3 separate regions of the Mus musculus genome follow, and all the other regions are linked to region 1. The links are chromatin contacts, called in public HiChIP or PLAC-seq maps. All regions are on one chromosome and are shown on one strand. The core of a region is the stretch at or near the end of the contact, and the rest is flanking DNA. Distances in the headings are between cores, read along the strand shown. Region 1 holds the start of Lrrc15 (leucine rich repeat containing 15). Region 2 overlaps Tmem44 (transmembrane protein 44). Region 3 has its middle 12 kb from the start of Gm32998.

The links. HiChIP or PLAC-seq counts read pairs in DNA pulled down with a chosen protein or histone mark.
Region 2: a contact with region 1 is called in a CTCF HiChIP or PLAC-seq map of the NIH/3T3 cell line, with 9 read pairs. The contact joins the enhancer-like site here to the promoter of Lrrc15 in region 1. A contact is called at or near these places in 16 of 39 promoter capture datasets (the 3T3-L1 cell line, 3T3-L1-derived adipocytes, the C10 cell line and 9 more), 4 of 15 datasets of contacts at CTCF or cohesin (the NIH/3T3 cell line, large pre-B cells, pro-B cells and 1 more), 1 of 484 Hi-C or Micro-C datasets (bone marrow-derived macrophages) and 10 of 115 datasets of contacts at active chromatin or transcription factors (T-cell acute lymphoblastic leukemia, bone marrow-derived macrophages, embryonic stem cells and 4 more).
Region 3: an H3K27ac HiChIP or PLAC-seq map of embryonic stem cells shows a contact between it and region 1, with 13 read pairs. The contact joins the enhancer-like site here to the promoter of Lrrc15 in region 1. A contact is called at or near these places in 2 of 39 promoter capture datasets (hematopoietic stem and progenitor cells and maxillary cranial neural crest), 1 of 484 Hi-C or Micro-C datasets (nephron progenitors), 2 of 115 datasets of contacts at active chromatin or transcription factors (embryonic stem cells and pancreatic cancer cells) and 1 of 9 other capture datasets (adipose tissue).

What each region holds. Positions count from the first base shown.
Region 1 is chr16:30,281,963-30,284,626 of GRCm38.p6, forward strand. Lrrc15 (leucine rich repeat containing 15) reads right to left here and starts at 1,292. Exons shown (of 2, transcript NM_028973.2): 1 at 1,206-1,292.
Region 2 is chr16:30,527,189-30,529,852 of GRCm38.p6, forward strand. It overlaps Tmem44 (transmembrane protein 44), which reads right to left. Exons shown (of 11, transcript NM_001384248.1): 9 at 2,224-2,382. It overlaps Gm52252 (a long non-coding RNA gene), which reads left to right. Exons shown (of 3, transcript XR_003951936.1): 3 at 1,965-2,230. Among named protein-coding and RNA genes, the nearest start is that of Gm52252, 8.4 kb to the left of the region's middle. Within about 2 kb of position 1,328, at least 18 of the 459 cell types and tissues checked have an H3K27ac peak or open chromatin away from gene starts, as enhancers often do. A contact at or near this core is called in the NIH/3T3 cell line and pancreatic cancer cells, where this site is marked.
Region 3 is chr16:30,080,878-30,083,541 of GRCm38.p6, forward strand. No RefSeq gene overlaps it. Among named protein-coding and RNA genes, the nearest start is that of Gm32998, 12 kb to the left of the region's middle. Within about 2 kb of position 1,359, at least 30 of the 459 cell types and tissues checked have an H3K27ac peak or open chromatin away from gene starts, as enhancers often do. A contact at or near this core is called in embryonic stem cells and nephron progenitors, where this site is marked.

The sequences.
Region 1 (2,664 bases), core at 42-2,541:
TTCCACAGCTCACTCCTCTTCATTTTGGGCAGAGACACAGATAAGGGGTGAGATTAAAACCCACCCAGTTTGTGCGTGGTAGTATATGCCTTTAATCCTAGCACTTGGGAAGTAGGGTAAGAGGATCTCTGTGAGTTTGGGGCCAGCCTGGTCTACATAGTGGGACCCTGTCTTAAAACCAAACAAAACAAACTCACCTAGTCAGCTGTGGTTATAGCTAAGTAGTAGACTGCTTGTTTAGCATGCTTGAGATCCTGAGTTTGATCCTCAGCACCAAAATACATACAAATAAACATACATACATACATACATACATACATACATACATACATACATACCGACACCTGATTTTTTTTCTTGGTTTTTCGAGACAGGGTTTCTCTGTATAGCCCTGGCTGTCCTGGAACTCACTTTGTAGACCAGGCTGGCCTTGAACTCAGAAATCTGCCTGCCTCTGCCTCCTAAATGCTGGGATTAAAGGCGTGCGCCACCACGACCAGCGAGACACCTGATTCTTATCACAAACCTACCTCCAGCATCTCCCTCCCAAAGGCATCAGCCCTGGACCCTGTGACACATCTAGATGATCAGAATGGGATCATCTAAGCTACACACAGAGTTAGAACCTGGACACTTAAAACTTCAACTGGGTTCCAAATTGGCACTCCTGACTAGAGACTGCATATCCGCCTGAGTCCAGCAGTATAAATGTAACACTGTAAATCTACCACAAGTAGAGGGCCGATTTCTCCCAGGCAGAAACCTTGTGAGTTCACCATCCTGGACAGATCTATATGCAGAGTCCCCTTTAAGTGGCTACCTCTGTAGGCTCAATGGAAATGATACAGGTTCCAACAGCCAGAACCTTAGAGAAACTCCTGCCCTTGTGGATCTGGTCTCCCGGAGTAGGTAAACCGGGTGCTTCAGTTAACTTTCAACCAATTTCCTGCAGGTCAAAAGCTCTCCCCGCTGCACTCCAGGCTCACTTCACAGACCATAAAGTCAAGGAAAGCGAAACAGGGCATCAAGATTCACAGCTAGACACTAGGACCGGCTCACCCAGCTCCTGCGCGGGCTGGACCAGTCCAGGTCCTCAGAGCATCCCAGGCACGCGCCAGCCCTGCTCCTTGTAGAGTCTCGGGATCCTATCGTCAACCGGGATGTGGGGCGCGGCCGGGATGGGGGGTGGGCGGGCACCCACTTACCAGCAGCTCCACGAGGCTGCCGGGTCAATAAGAAGGAGGCGGCGAGGAGAGGAGGCGGAGGACCGGACCGGCTCAAGACTGCAGCATGAGTGAGGGCCTTCTGGGTCCTCCCTGTCATTTAAACAGCCCCTCGTGAGTCACCGCACGGGGCAGTGTCGGCCTGCGGGGCGGGGCAACCTCTGGGAGCATCATCAGGGAATTGTGTTCAAGTTGAAGGGGCGTTCATCGACTGCACTTGAAAATAAGTTTCTTCTTTGCCTCTCCTTCCCCATCTCCTTCGGACTCGCTGTGTCCAGTGTGACACTGGAAAGGGGTTTTCTGCCACCGCAGTAGGACTGAGTAACTGGGACCCAGCTCTTGCCTTAGGCACCAGTTCAGGTTGTGATTGAAGTCGGGCTTTCTGTGACCTTTTAGTCCACTCTCTGCTTCCTTCTCCATCCCCCTTCCTTTTCTCCCCCAGCCCCGAATTCTAAAATTTGTATATAGAAATAACTCCAATTTTAGAGAAAATATGCAAGAACATTATAAGGCACACTCGAATGTGTCATCCAATTCAGCCACTGCTAATATTTTGGAAAAGGCATTTAAGTTCTTAGGAAAAATATAGTTCCCTCCACCATATCTCTTTTAAAAGTAGCATTTCATGTCCCTCCGAGGTTATCTTCTGTACCTATGCTGCTGCTCCTGGGTGCGTGCAGGATATGTTCCTGGGCTGTGAAGGTGGTGACTGAGAACGAGGGCTTGTCTGCCTTTCACCTCTGTACCACAGCATGCCCTGATTCCCTACCTTCCCACGGTCCCTACCCCAGTAGGAAACCAGGAGACCATGCTGGTTCTATTCAAAGTGTCCCAGAGAGAGCCGGAGGAAGAGGGTAGAGGAGTCACGGCTGGGGAGGGGGCCGTCAGACCTCTGCTTAACAAAGCATTTAAAGGTTGTAGCTGCCTTGGCTCCGTTTACCTTCTCCGCCTAGTGGCCAGAACAATGCCTGCACCCACCGGGCAGCTCCTGGAATGCGAGAGCCTTAATTAATGTTTGCAGGGCGCTTTGAGATCTGCGATGAAAGGAGAGACATAAAAGTGCAGTGTTATTACTGAGACAGTCACTTGGTGGCTTACCGTGGTCAAGCCCTGCTGCCTGAATCATGCCTTGCCGGTGTCACCATGAATCACAGCCAGAAACAAAAGTGCTCTGGCTATTAACCGAGGAGAGCGCTGCCGCCACACCCCAGTCCCAGCTCCCCCACCTTAGCATCCTATCCCACTACGATTCCACAGAAGAGCATCTTCCTTCTTGCTGTCAACCTTTGGAGCCTCCGCATCTTTTGTTTGTTTGTTTTTTGTTTTTGTTTTTGTTTTTGTTTTTTTGAGACAGGGTTTCTCTGTGTAGCCCTGGCTGTCCTGACCAGGCTGGCTTCAAACTCAGAAATCCACCTACCTCTGCCTTCCAAGTGCTGGGATT
Region 2 (2,664 bases), core at 78-2,577, 250 kb after region 1:
ACAGATGATTATGAGCCACCATGCTGGGAATTGAACTCAGGACCTCTGGAAGAGCAGTCAGTGCTCTTAACTTCTGAGTTATCTCTCCAGCCCCTGGATGTACATATTTTTACATAGGATTTTAAAAGCGAGACTATAGGGAGGCTCTGCCGGTGCCTGACAAATACAGAAGTGGATGCTCACTGCCATCCATTGGGCTAGAGAAAGGACCTAAGGAGCTGAAGGGGTTTGCAGCCCCATAGGAGGAACAACAGTATGACTCAACCAGTACCCCCAGAGCTCCCAGGGACTAAACCACCAATCAAAGAGTACACATGGTGGGACTCATGGCTCCATCTGCATATGTAGCAGAGGATGGCCTAGTCGGTCATCAATGGGAGGAGAGGCCCTTGGCCCTGTGAAGATTCTATGCCCCAGTGTAGGGGAATGCCAGGGCCAGGAAGTAGGAGTGGGTGGGTTGGTGAGCAGGGAGGGGGGAGGGGGTTTTTGGAGGGAAAACTAGGATAACATTTGAAATGTAAATAAAGAAAATAACTAATAAAAAAAGTGAGACTACAAATGAGAAGAATGGGTTCCACAGAGGAACAGCCAGGACCAGCTGCAAGGGCAGACTCCGGCAATGCTGGACACCGCGCTGCCTAGTGCTTAGGGACAGAGCAAGAGGCCTCCATTTCCAGAGAGCAAATATCCCCCTATTCCTCCCCCACGGGCCCCTGTGTCTCTGCCCTGCCTTGCCCTCACTCTGCAGTCCCTTTAGCCACAGGCCTCAGTGGAGAATGCAAGTTCCAAGCTTCTAGGTGTCCCACACATTCTCAGACTCAGCTTAGGAATATTGCCTGGACAGGTGTACAGGTCCTAGCTCCAACCCAGCCCTCAACCAGCAGCTGTTGAGGGACAGATGAACAGCAGGTGACACATCTGCACTCACCAGGCCACTGCCACCTGTGGCAGGTGGGCAGGGAAATGGGCAACAGGGAGAGGGAGCCACTGGTCCAAGGGGAGGGTCACACAAGCCGGTCTCTGGATAGAATTCTGACCCATGGGAATGGGGCCAGAGGGAACCCCAGGGAGGAAGGTCCAGGGGTCCAGGACAGGAAGGAAAATGGCCAGGACAGAATGCTAGGTATGAGCAGAGATAGCACGGTACACTGGCTGGGAATGCCTGGAAAAGCACACTAAGTGATCTGGTTTACCCCTCGTCAAAAGTTCTGAGGTTTGGAATTTTTTTTTTTTTTTAGGTTTGGAATTTTTGAGTCCTGTATAACTCTGACTAATCTTCATACTCTGGGTAGATAACGATTATTTTGCCAAATAAGGGCATTAAAAAAATCAAACTAAACCCAAACCACAGATCAACATTACGTACTGCTTATGTACATCGTTTCACAGACAGGATTTCAACACACAAAAGGCTGGGACACAAAAAGGAAGTCATTCCTTCCCCAGACATGCCAGACTGCCTGGTTCTCTGACATACGTGTGAGCCTGTGTTGCCTTTGATCTCCTGTGTCCTCAGACAGACGCAAACTCCCTTGCTGAATGGGGTTGAATGGGGCTGGGTACTCAGAGCGACAGGACACATCGGAGTTTGTGGATCCCTCATGTGATGCACATTTTGTTCAGATACAAAGAAGATGGAGGCTGGGTGTGCTGCTTCCAATAGGTCCTGCCTGTGTGGGTCAGGGCCAGCATTACAGGCCTCTGTTCGTTGGGGTAAAGAAACTCTTTTATGGTCAAATGGGCTGGGAAACACTGGTACCAAGCAAGATTCCTGCCTTCCTTTCTCTCTCCCTCCCTCCTTCTCTCCTTTCCTTCTAAAGTGTTCTAATAGAGCCTAGGCTGGATTTGAACTCATGATCATCAGCCACATGAATCCTGGCGTTACAGCCTAAACCATTAATCCTAAACTATAACACTGAGGCTTTTTAAGAGACCTATTACTTATGTTTTCTGTTTCTTCTTAGGAAGGACCTGAATGTGCAAGCCGTCTATGAGAACTGGACCCCAATATTCGGTGTTTCCCTGACCAGCTCAACCATGAAACTGTTTGAGTCCCGTCAAGTTTGAAGAGCTCCTCCATAGCCATGCAGAGAGCTTCACTCATGATTAGCAGTTGTGAGGTTAATAAGGCAAGGCTTACAAAGCAGTTCCATCTCAAGGAGGCCCCAGCAAGCGTTGGTAGGTGACATGCCCACGTGCCCTCCCCGAGGGCAGCCCCTGTACCTCCAGGTCCGAGTTGATGGAGGAGACCTCGGAGGAGCTGCTGGAAGACACTCTGGCCTGGATGACCTGGATGGGAGGGTATGAGGGAGGCTCTTGCGAGGCGGCGTCTCTGGTGCTTGTCTGCCCGTCACCGGGCAGCCTGGTGGCGCTACAGCCTGCCTGCAAAGAGTGAAGGAAAGGGTGGGCAGTGGCACTTGGTTTACGTCACCTCTCAACATGCAAAGCATTCCTGCACGTCAGTATTCCACAGGCACAGATGTGTGGGCTGCAGTGTCTCCTGGACCCTTATTCCTCAGCATCCAGAGGTGGCGGCACCCCTGTTCCCTGTGTCCTTCCAGATATTCCACATGCACACACTCAAATGCACACATATGTGTGCCCCCTACTTCCACTAATAGAAGGTAGCACACTCTATAGTCTCTTACAGGTTTTATGTCCACT
Region 3 (2,664 bases), core at 109-2,608, 200 kb before region 1:
AGTTTGGAATGAGGCCCTGGCAGAGTGATCAGGGCTCCTGGAGACAGGCTCCCTGAAGGCAGCTGGCCTTTCTCTGTACCTCCAAGTCACGCTTTATCCCCTCTATGGCTTCATGTTTGCTGTGAGTTAGTTAAAAGGGCTATGGTGGAATCAGACGGTTGCTCAGAGCTGGAGGAAGTTCATTGGAGGAGACAGCACAAGATCCCTAGATGACGGACACAGTCGCCTGGCCTGGGAAGACCAGCTCCCTTGGCAAGATCACCTTTCCCTTCTGTGTGCATCTTACCACAGTCTTCTCAGACCAGAGGAGAGTCCTCGAGTAATTAGGGAGAAGTGGCCCCAACCTCTGAATGAAGGAAGCCAAAGCAAGGTTTGGGGCTGGCATTTAGAGGATGACTGAATTGAGGTGAGGGTGGTGCGGTGGGTGGGGAGAGTGTGAGAATGGTTTGCAGTAATCTGAATAATACAAGTTCTAATCTTTCCTCCCTCTCCACAACTGGAGCCCAGATTCCTCTCCTCCCCCGCTCTCCTTCCTCCCGACCCCACCCTGACATGTACGCCTGTTCCCTAGCTCCCTCTGTCTCCTGCTTCCCATAACACCGGGCAAGCTCCTCTGGACCTGGACTCACTAGGTCCCCAGCGTGTGTGTCTTCCATCTCCATTCAGAAACTTCACACACCATTCACCCAAAACCAGAGACTGCCTCACAAGAGACTGAGCATGGCTCCTGGTCAGCTCTGATGCCGGCCTTGGGAAGCCTTCAGGAAAAGCCCTTGCTGGTTCAGCCACAAACACGGCCCTACCTTTCAAAAACACTGCTGGGGAAGACCCTGAACTTAAGAAGGCAAGGACAAGGTTGGGCTGTGCCCAGGGCACCTCCTTCCCCAGTGTTGAGCTAGTGAGGGTCCAAGGCACAGGGCTTAACAATCGGAATAACTACTGACTCCAGAGGCCTTGAAAAAGTTATTTTAACCTCCCTTTCCTTGTTTTAAAATAGATCAGAGATTTATGCTGTTAGTTCAGAAATAAACTTTGTGGGAAAGACTAATGGACTGATTATTTTTTTTCTCCTAAAGGAGTGCAAAATTCCAGGAAAGAAACAAACATGGGGGTATGAACGGGGTGGGGGTGGGAGTGGGATAAAAGAAGAAAAGCATGACTCCTTCTAGGTATGGTGGAGGAGAAAGCTTATTGCACATAAAAGGGAGAGCATAGCCACAGGCAGGGACATCTGGGAGAGTTCAGAGGGAGTGTAGCCCTGAGCCATGTCAGGAGAGGAGGGAGGAGAGGCCAGGAGGGGAAAGGGTAGACGGAAGGGCTAGGTAACGGAAATGACAAGATCATATAGGGAAGGGCAGCCCAGCCCCTGAGCTAGAGAAGTTCAGGGGACAGGGTGGGGTCTGCCAGGTAAGGACTGAGGAATGCTAGGACTGACTAGGCGGCAGCTAGGTCCTCTTTGGTGTGTTAAATAGGCACCTCAGCCATTAGCCTTGAGACCTAACAGCATATAGCGCATAGGCCCATACATTATCTTGGCAGAACTGGGCAACAGCTCCGTGGTCATGAGCTGGGACCCCACAGTGGTGTGCTTGGACCCAACTGTAATCCTCAGTAAATCATTCTTGAATGAATTTAATGAATTTACCTGTGCCCTCTGCTTGTACCAACCTCAGTACTTAGAGCTTACTGACTGTCCTGCCCCTGAGACTGCTCACAGTCCAGGCAGGAGACACTCCCCCAACAAGCTCAAAGGGAGCGCCTGTGGATATCAAGAGTGGGGGCCACATGGTGGCGCATGCCTTTAATCCCAGCACTTGGGAGGCAGAGGCAGGCAGATTTCTGAGTTCGAGGCCAGCCTGGTCTACAAAGTGAGTTCCAGGACAGCAAGAGCTATACAGAGAAACCCAGTCTCGAAAAACAACAACAACAACAAAAAGAGTGGGGGCCAGAGCGGGGGTGGGGGGCAGGGAACAAATGTTTCTAAAGGAAGTATCTGGGAACATTGGTGGGGGAGGGGCAGGTAAAGGAACGTTCCACAGAAGGAAAATATACCCAAGACCCCAATGGCCTCCAGGACCACAGCAGTAGGATATTGGCCGATGAGTTTGGGGAGAGGAGGCCGAGAAAGGAGAAGCACCTTGGAGGCTGGGTCAGCCAAACAGCACTGGAGGGAGGGTTTTATGTACCATCTGAGCAGCGTATTTCTAGACCCTTCAGACCTGACAACCTATTTTCTTTCTCATGCTTGAGAAGTTACAGATGCTTTCATGAGCTTGTGAGTGTAACTCTGAGAATGTCCTCTGTCCCTTCCTCCACACTGGCGCCCACACAGCGGAAAGCATTACCAAGCACTGGCTACACTACTCATCATCGAACCTGTTCCTTAGGAGAAGCAAAGGAGTGATTATCAATAACTACACCCAGGCAATATACTGGACCAAGGGCTCTCCCGGGTAAACCTGGGCGCCTGCTCACACTATCCATTGACAGGTTTTAGAGACCAGTGCTACGACCAATCAGTCCCGCATGATTGAAACTGAGTTTTTCACCTCTTCATCAAACAGTGAGATTGGAGGATTAGATTGTTTTCGATGGTCCCGAAGGCGCTTTCCAGCTCCAGAACTCTGTAACTCTGTGTTGGGTAAGCAAGTGAGACTTAAGAGA